Linked DNA regions of Oncorhynchus kisutch: region 2 is linked to region 1. A link is a contact called in public Hi-C data. All regions are on one chromosome and are shown on one strand. Each heading gives the region's core, a stretch centred on a gene start, on an enhancer-like site or on the middle of the called end of the contact. The rest is flanking DNA. Distances are from core to core; before and after follow the strand shown.

What was found. A called contact is a pair of places that touch in the nucleus more often than the background predicts.
Region 2: a contact with region 1 is called in a Hi-C map of muscle, with 5 times the contacts expected there. The contact joins the promoter of LOC109869322 here to the promoter of LOC116356904 in region 1. A contact is called at or near these places in 2 of 2 Hi-C or Micro-C datasets (liver and muscle).

What each region holds. Positions count from the first base shown.
Region 1 is chrLG24:34,812,769-34,817,950 of Okis_V2, reverse strand. It overlaps LOC116356904 (calcium/calmodulin-dependent protein kinase type 1B), which reads right to left and starts at 1,981. Exons shown (of 5, transcript XM_074933787.1): 1 at 1,905-1,981; 2 at 1,503-1,634; 3 at 1,386-1,460; 4 at 1,161-1,211; 5 at 1,057-1,159. The coding sequence starts at 1,981. The coding sequence ends at 1,057.
Region 2 is chrLG24:35,049,087-35,054,268 of Okis_V2, reverse strand. It overlaps LOC109869322 (plexin A3), which reads left to right and starts at 3,211. Exons shown (of 32, transcript XM_031804073.1): 1 at 3,211-3,392.

The DNA of each region.
Region 1 (5,182 bases), core at 732-3,231:
CTATCTATCCCTGTATCTATCTATCCCTGTATCTATCTATCCCTGTATCTATCTATCTATCTATCTATCTATCTATCTATCTATCTATCTATCTATCTATCTATCTATCTATCTATCTATCTATCTATCTATCTATCTATCTATCTATCTATCTATCTATCTATCTATCTATCTATCTATCTATCTATCTATCTATCTATCTATCTATCTATTTAACACTGCTGCCAAACTATAAAGCAGATCACCTTTGGGTCCATGCGTTAAATTATATTATTACAGCTGGAGGACAGTTGTACATTCAGGTCCCTGTGTAAAGTTGTTACGTTCCCCAGTTTCTGTGTTGTTGTGGGTTTGTATGTGTGTATTCTGGAAATGGCATCCTGGATTCCTCACGCAGCTGATTGGTCGGCCCCATCGCTGATTGGCACTCTGACCCCTCCCTCTGGTCAGGGGAAACAGCTGGCTCTTCAATTACCAACTCCTTCCAGAGCTTGATAAAAGCCAGTGCTCCTTTGTCAGAGAGAGAGCTTATTTTTATGTCCTGTGTTGATTGTTTTTGCGCTCAGTAAAAGTTTTGTCGATATTATTTTGTAGCTGCTCCTTCAGAGGTATGTGTATGTCAATAGGATATAGTGTTTTTTGTTAATGACATTTTTCACTTAAAGTATATTATTTTTCATTTATTCCCGGGGGGCGCACCTTGGGAGTGTTTAATCAAGAGGCCTACGGGCATACATGTGCGGACCACCCCCCTGTATTTTGGTTAGTGCGCGCCAGGTGGTGCTGAAAGTTAGGTAAGTAGTGGGAAGGCAGGTAACATGCTGTAGGAGAGGGGACTCTATAATGTGTACTTTCTTTGGTTCTGACCAGACCCTTTTCCCCACCTTCCCGTGTTAAGGAAGAATAAATTCCTTGTAAACGGTATTTTTCTCTGCCTCTTTCGTCCTTCCCCGCACCTACGACCACATACGTTTTCACTCCACGGGGAGTTGAGATGTAGCAGGGTGCTGCATTCCCTCCAAGAGGCGTACGTAGTAACATGTGATATTATAACAGCTAGAGGACAAGTTGTACATTCTGGTCCCTGTGCACGATACCCAGCTGGTGGAGTTATTGGACTGCTTCCAGAACCTGCAGTAGGACACGGCTGGCATCTCTCTGTGTAGCTCCCCCTCTCCAGAATACGGTCCAGGAACTTGCCTCCTGTAACACTATTGTGACACGCTTTTCATTTAGGGGTAAACACCGTAGCTCATTTATTATTTGACTCAACTTTTTTCTTGGTGCGGGGACATGCCTTCTATTGCAATGTGAAATATAAGATATGGGATGAACAGTCTTTAGATTACATAATTACTGGGTATCTAAAATTAAGATTCCACCACTGAGTCATAACAAGAGACAGTTTTGATGATGTCTGAAAGGTCTCTTCCATTGCCACCATGTTGGGATGGTTGATTCTGGTATTAAAGTGTTTTGTATTCGTTAAACATGACACTAACCTGCGGAGCGCTGCAATCTCATTCTCCAACATGCCCTCTTTTCCCTTTAGCACCCTCTTGCCGATACACTTGACAGCTACAAGTCTCAGGGTACGGCAGTGCTGAGCCACCCGCACCTCAGAAATGGATCCCCTGAAACACCCCAAAATATTATTAGTAACCATTCATACAGGCTCTGGTTCTCATTGCTTTATTTTGGAAAATAATTATTCAATCATCTGATCCCGTCTGACGTTTCGGGGGTTCCTCTGCTAAAGCATTTCATTACTTGATATCGGAAGAATGTGCCATGACAGCTGTTAACATCAAGGTAATGGCTCACAGAATTGTATGGCAACATACATTTGTAGTAAAGTGCAGTGTAAAGAAGCTTAGATCTGCTAAACTACAACAGACAGTCACTCTCCCAGCTTCTCTCTCAGATCAGATACTGTTGGGATGTCCTATCCTTTCTTCCTGAATTCCTTTACCAGAGGCATTTTCAATAGGCTTTGTACATTGGGAAAAGAGAAAAATATGCCGTTAATTCACCATTCAAATGAAAAGCAATACCAAGTTACACTGGTAAGTTGTTTCGCTAAACATAACCTGGCTATGTCACTGAACAATGCACACAACTTTCCATCACAATAACCACAACCTCTAGAATAAACAAATGTAAATCTTTACTATTATATTGACAGTAGCACATATTTTATATTCTAAAGTGTTTTGAGCTAATGTCTAACCAGCCAAATCCTTTTAAAAAGGTGTTCAACTGAAATGTTCGAGTATCAGTCATTCTAGTATTCATGAGATAATTCTGGAAGTAATCACACTCTTTATACTGCTGTGCAGGTTTCTGACAGCTGTACAGTCAACTCAGTCACTTGTCTGTACAAGGGATTCACTATTACATTTTCCAACCGTGGAGTAAACATTTTTAAAATGCAGAATTCAACTTCCCTTCAGGTGCATTTTGATTATATATTTTGATAGTGTTCAAAGGCTATATTAGCCCCAAATAGCATGGCAGGATGCCTTGGTCAAATATACCCTAATCCTAGCCCTCACATAAGAAATTACGATTCAAAGAAAGTGTCATGTATCTGGAAAGTCTGTGTCTATCTGGAAAGTGTTGTTTGGTTATAAATAATAATATGGTGCTGTTTACCTGTTGATTCTAGTGGTGGATAATTATTCTGTCAACGGTCTTCACGGTTTTTTCTCTCCATACAGATGTCACCACTCTCCTTAGCCTCTATGAGCTTTCATTGAAAATCAAACTCTTCTTTTTCTGAAGCATCCTTGTCCACCCTACCCACACTCTCCACACAAAAGCTGACTTTAAAAAAAAGGATAGAGCAGAAAGAAAGATAAAGAGAGCAAGGATGGAAACTGCCTCTCACAGTTATTCATTACATCCACTTCACAAGAACAAGCCATGTGCTAGCAGCTTACTGCCAAGAGGAACTACTCAGTTGAACATACCCTATGCAGAACATTTATTTGCATCTGGTACATTAAGTTTGGTAACACTGTTTGCACTTTGTCCAATTTGTTTTTTTATAATAAATGATCAGGGAGAAAGCAATGTGCACCAGTTTACTTGCAGGTTGTCTGAGCCTGTGAAGGGAGCACCACAGACCATTAGTTATAGTTACATGATGAAATCTGGCTTTTGTCTCTGCATCCTGCACTATCCTTCTATGGGCACAGGGTTATCCAGAGAATCGATCTAATCCACCTGGCACAAAGAACTCAAACAAACCTCTCGGGCTGAAGAGCAGTCTATACAACAGTCTGCATGCCTTTCACGACAGAGTAGCTGTTCAATAAAGGAAGATGCATTTACACAAAGGACATAGTCATGCCTTGGGAACAAAAATACAAACAAATAATTTAATTATTGTGCCTAGTCTATCTGAAATCAAATGATATACGTATACTATTATGAATATTATTTTAAATGAAATTACACTCCCTATTTATAATTTTAAATATGCTGTTCGACAAAGTAATTTCAAACTTCTAACTGCTGTGTAGAATTCAAATTGTCCTGAGTGATAACTGATAACATCCCATACTTTCCATGTAAATGTGAAGAATATTACAACATTTTCCCTCTGTGATGTTTGGACATTTAGCCACTAGGGAGAGACATTGTATCAACATGCTTCATGTTTTATGTACAACCTTTTAGAATGCAGAGGCTATCTGTAAACTCTTCATTATAACACAATCAGTTAAACTAGTACTAAAATCGGGTAAATTGGTACTAAAAGGCATCCTGAGTTGCAGACAGGTTTCCTCAAGATTTCCCCAATAGATTTGGATTGGAAATAAGGCTAGGGGTTAGGGTTACGGCTAGGGTTGAGCCAGGGCGTGGACATGAAACCAGGGTTGTGACATACCAAGGAGCCTGGATAGCAGCTACTGCTTTTTATATGGTCTCTGATGTTATTGTCTGTAATTTTGTGTCCCTGTTTTAACTAGAAAGACAGATCTTCTACCTGTAACACAAGAGCTGCTTCAGGCCCATTCTCTTTCTCCAGAGGACACTGGACATTCCTCATCAGGAAACGTAAACTTATCCCTTCACAATCAACCAGTTTACAGCAAATAGTTGACCTTACCTGTGCAGTGTGCAGATTTCAAATATCATAAAATATACTTAGACGGCAACTATACCTTTCCTGTCAACGGAGGAACTCTTAAAGTCCATCTGTCATCTCTGAAGACGATTAGGAGGTTAACAACAAACCATTCTCTCTGGCTAAACGTGTGAGCCATCATGATGGGGGTGTATGTATTGGCAGTGGCACTCACAGCAACGAAGAATACTATCTGTTTATATATTTTATACCACATATGCAATTAAGCCAATTATTATTTTCATAGAATATCATACCAACTTAATATTTTCAAGTGAGCCTGTCAGAGAACTGAGAAGAAAAAAAAATGAAGGAAAAAAAAAAGATTTGTGGATCTACTGTCTTTCTCTAACCATAATATCAATAATCAGTCACCATGTTCACTGCCACATACAGTAGAGAACATACTGTACATGATGGGGATGATGTGTCGGTTATGATTTGAACACTACACACATTTACAGTACTACCTCTGTCATTTTATGAACATGTTAGATTTAAAAAAAGAGGAGAACATCGTGAGTCAGTGGCATGGCTATTTCCAAAGAGCCATAAAAGAAGAGGCCGTAACCTTTTCATGGCAGCTGCTCCTAAGTCACGGGTTCTATTCAGGACTAAACTTAGAGCAAAACATGTAAGAGTTACCATAGCAGTACCCCCACCTTGCCTTGGCATGGCTACCACGTTACCTCACACATCGTGGCTCTGACAAAGACATCCGGGCAACTCCCCACATATCTGTGTTTCAGCACGTTGGCAGTCCAATACACTTTCAACAACGGAGTGTGAGAATTACAAGCAGGAAATCACATACCGTAGTTGTAATCTCTCCTGTTACAATCTTAATCGAGGACAAGAGGTGGTGAAATGCATTATAAGGGTTGCTATGCGCAGTGAACATTTCAAAGAATCGTTCAAACGTTCATGTGATGGCAGAGGCTTGACTGCCAACAAACTGAAACGTCAGGTTCAAGAATTAAACCCACTGTACCATATACAATGATCCTGTGCTCATGGAGAAGACAGAATAAAAACATGCTTCTGAAG
Region 2 (5,182 bases), core at 1,962-4,461, 240 kb before region 1:
GTAGGAGCAACAACAGCTCAGCCACAAAGTGGTAGGCCACACAAGCTCACAGAGCGGGACCACCGAGTGCTGAAGCGCATAGCAGTTGCAACACTCACTACAAAGTTCCAAACTGCCTCTGGAAGCAAGTCAGCACAACTGTTTGTCGGGCGCTTCATGAAATGGGTTTCCATGGCCGAGCAGCCGCAGACAAGCCTAAGATCACCATGCACAATGCCAAGCGTCGACTGGAGTGGTGTAAAGCTCACCACCATTGAACTCTGTAGCAGTTGAAACGCGTTCTCTGGAGTGATGAATCACACTTCACTATCTCAGCAGTCTGACGGACGAATCTGGCTTTAGCTGATGCCCGGAGAACGCTGTTGTCCACAGACTTCTGGTCATTCAGTGTAACACTCACGACATGTGTGTCTCTAATACACCCTGGCTCCACTCCAACCCCATGAGTAGGCAGGACCCATAGGGGATTACTGCTTCTGAACTGCACGCTTGTGAAATTGCCCGAGTCTAATAATGTACAGTATGCAATCTAATTAATAAGGATACTTCCAGGGAGAACCTGACATCATCACAAATGACAGACTCCACCTAGAGGCTATTTCATTCTATCAAATGGTAAATTAATATTACAGACTGAGACCATATCCGGCACTATAAAGACCTTGTACCGTACTGCCTGGCATGTTATCATTGTCCCATGATGATAGTACTGCCTGGCATGTTATCATTGTCCCATGATGATAGTACTGCCTGGCATGTTGTCATTGTCCCATGATGATAGTACTGCCTGGCATGTTATCATTGTCCCATGATCATAGTACTGCCTGGCATGTTATCATTGTCCCATTATGATAGTTCTGCCTGGCATGTTATCATTGTCCCATGGTGATAGTACTGCCTGGCATGTTATCATTGTCCCATGATCATAGTACTACCTGGCATGTTATTGTTGTCCCATGATGATAGTACTGCCTGGCATGTTATCATTGTCCCATGATGATAGTACTGCCTGGCATGTTGTCATTGTCCCATGATGATAGTACTGCCTGGCATGTTATCATTGTCCCATGATGATAGTACTGCCTGGCATGTTATCATTGTCCCATGATGATAATACTGCCTGGCATGTTATCATTGTCCCATGATGATAGTACTGCCTGGCATGTTATCATTGTCCCATGATGATAGTACTGCCTGGCATGTTATCATTGTCCCATGATGATAATACTGCCTGGCATGTTATCATTGTCCCATAATGATAGTACTGCCTGGCATGTTATCATTGTCCCATGATGATAATACTGCCCGCTTTGTAGACTGATATAAGGATATACATTTTTGAATTGCGTAGATCTTTGGAAACACAACAATTAGGATTGCAACATTTCTGAAGCATGCAATAAATTCCCTGGTCATTTAATAAAAGTTACAAAAATTGTGCAACCATAATTCTAGTAGTTCCAACCCATCTTGGAAGAACACCCGACAGCAAATATGATTGGAGGGTGGCTCCAGTAAAGATGCTGGGGTCCCTGTGATGAGGGTCGTGTTTTTCAAAGGAAACCATATGGTCGTTTCATCTACACCAGGGGGTTCATGGTCCTATATTTCCTCTGCTCACATCTCCTAGCCTTCGGCAGGGGCCCGTTCTCCGAAAGCACAGTGTGGTCGAGGAACTTAGGAGGAAGTTCTGTCTTCCTCAAGAGGCTTCAATTAGAGACAGTCACAATTACAGAGGGAGGGAGTACAAGTGGTCAAACCTACCAAGCTCAAACTCCAACTGGATTACAGGGACGGGGACATGGAGGCTACCACAGCGAGCTAGGCTACTTGGTGATTCCTAACCCACCCAACCAAGGGTTATTTTAGGAACTCTCCGGTTTCTGTGTCTGGACTGATCTAATTTCACTCCGTTCAACCCAATGACTGATTCAACCTCTTCAGACTAGAATACCATACTGCCGTAGGATGCAAATGTTAGTTTTTTATGGTTTCACTTCCAAGGCCCCATGAAGGCCCTAATATGTTGATAAATAGAAATGCTTTCAACACTATTAATCTATACCACAACAAAGAGCACTATAGTTTGTGGTGATTTGTATTCTGCTTTAGCTGAATTGTCTTTACTGCACTGTGGGATTGCAAGTGTCATTCCTCCTAAACTGGCTATTACTTGACACATGATTTGAATAAGTGTATTGCTTTGCTGCTTGCTGGTGGATGGCATGAAACCACATAACTGGTGAACGACAGACAACGTTGGTAGATTATAACTCCCAATAAGGTGCATATTGCAGCTTTAGAATAAGTTAATACTGAATGTCTTATATATTTACACTGTTCAGAGCAAATGCTAGTCTAAAGTAATTTTTATTTTTCAGTTTTCTCCATGTACTGTATTTCTGCATGTTAACAATATAGTGAAAAACTTGTTTACAGTGACACTGTTTTGATATTGTCCCCAAGCATCCTGTCTCTTGTTTGAAATGTCTGTTTTTACAATATCAAACTACATATCCTTTAATATTGGTTTTATATTGAGGAATAAACATTAGGTTTGTCAAATTGAAACCTACTTATTTCTGTCTTAACATCTATAACTTATCAGGTTATGACTCTCTGTTCTTCATTAAAATAAATATGTCAATCATATTAGCTTTTTCTTTTTACTCCGAATAGTAGCAGATCTATAACGTTAATTCAGATCTCTTGGAACGGGAAGGTGTGCGGTTTATAAACGTTTATAACTGTTTTATTGCATGTTTTAATAACAAAGTGACGATTATGTCCACGTGAGGGAGTTTAGATTTTTTTATTTTTTATTCTGCAACATATTTACTTTTCACATTTTTCTCTTCCTTATTTTGTATCAAACATCTCTATCCGCCTTGAAAATCCAGCCTTCTCTCTAACATCTGGGTTTGGTAGAAAAATACACGATTATGGGCGAGCCTTTTCCACCTACTATTAGGGTAGATTTAAGCGCATGCCAAATGTGATCATATATAATCATTATTCAAAAACACCAAATGTGAAGACAAAACGGTATTGTAATTAAATCCATGTAATAATGCATTAGTAACTTAATGTAGCAATTATATTTGATCTTATTCTATGGTTTAGTGAGCAATAATGAGTTTGAATCCCCTTGTTGAAAGTGGTACGTTCCATAAAGGGATAGCTACCCAGCCTTACTCATCCAGGAGAAAATAAGACCGTTCCTAATGTGTAGAGAGTGCCATGAGATTCAAGCAGTGAGTGCTCTGTTGGTTTATTTCGATGATTTTGCGCAGAATTATAACTAATTAACAAATAATTATAGGCCTATATGATAACCGCGGGAAAAAGAACTGCACGTGGTTGTGGATGTAACTGTTGCACTTTAAGTACAGGTAGGTCCACGAGCCTGTGTTTCGTTACTGATCTCATTTTACGATGCTGCTGAAACATAGTGGCTAGCGTTTGAATCCGAAGCATGCTTTTTAAACCATGACTGGGCTTTATAAGACTTTTAAAACATCATGCAGTTTGTATACTGAAAGTGTCGATAACACATTCATAAGCGATAGTCAGTAGGACTGCATGCTTTAGTTGTATAATGCTTTTAGAAAGGGTGCATGAGGTCTTTGGCTGGATATGTAAGCAGCATAGTGTGATGCAAGGAGCCGCCGCCGCTCCTTTCAGAACAAAGCCAAAGGGGCGTTAAAAACATTAGTTATCTGATGGAAAAACAGATCCATTTGCCTTGTGATCATTTCATTTAACATGTGAACGCCCTGGTCTTCATACATAGTTCCTTTTTTTTTTTTGCCAAACGAAACGTTAATTATATTCCTCCATGTGCATCTATCTGATAACATCATGGATATTTTCCTAGAGTTTATTAAACCAAAACACAGACAGTAGACTAACTATCATGTAGGTTAATTGTCAACATTAACGTTTATCTTGGCAGATGAATGTTATCAAATTTACTAAAATAGTCTTCCAAGCAGGTCCTAACGTTACCAATTGGATTACTCTGGCTGCTTCACGAACAGGGTGTATTCGGCTCCGGGTTGTTTTCACATATAGGCTACCGTCTGACACATCTGTAACAGCTCCGGTGAAATATTGTCACGTGACCTCACGTTTTTATCAGAAAAATATGCATATGAATTAGAAACATATTCCATTCTGTGAATAATTATCATGTAATAGTGTACCCATTGCTTGTGAGGTCCTTCTCAATAATTAATACAACGAATTTCTTCATAATGCAATTTCAAATCACGTAGCTTATTTTATCCCAATGGAGTATTAATGGTTTCATAAGGGAGGAAACTGCAGGTGATACAATGTGTATCTTCACAACAATGAAGAGTATAGCCAAAGTTGGCAACAATGATATTTAAATAACAGGTTAAAGGGAGATTGCATTTTACACAGGGTCAACACACGGGCAGCCCTGCACATGTGTCACAAAACATTTGTCTCTTGTCTGATGTCTGGTTGTCTTTTTTGTTATCATGGCAGCATAATGCCCATTGCCAGACTAATCACGATAGTTTGAGATTATTAGGGAAATAAACTAATGTAGGGACAACCTTTCACCCTCACTTAACCCTCCCCCATATGAATGAGGGATTTAGCCTATTCCCACAGGTTAAAGCACTAACAGCTGTATCTGCAGCATTCATGAATGGGAAAATTGGTTGTGGAAAAAAAAGCTATGGAACCCCTAATACACTAAATTGCATACCTCAAAACCTATTGTCTCAGCTATATCAGAGAGCAGATATGGCCAGCCAGGTCAGGCATGGGATCTTGAAATCACAGAAGCAAGATTCCACCCTGCATTTGTCATTGTATAAGCTTACAAAGGGGCATTAAGAGTTTCATGATATCATTGACTGAGTAAGTGTCCAGGCTTAGTTGGTCAGGGACAGTCATAGACATTGGTAATCACTGAGCAATAGCTTCTGTCTACAAGCCGTTTCTCAGTTTAATGTCGTCCTCTCCATTGTCTGCTGCTGCTCTGCCATGAAGGTAACACACTTAGCTTTTATCTTTAATGACATCTGTCTTTTTCCCCCCTCGGCAGGTGATTTCTGTCCCCCTCTTCCCAAAGGTAATGGGGGAGGTTTTTTAATGGATACACCCTCCAGACGAGGTTACATATGATAGGTTACATGTAGAGTAG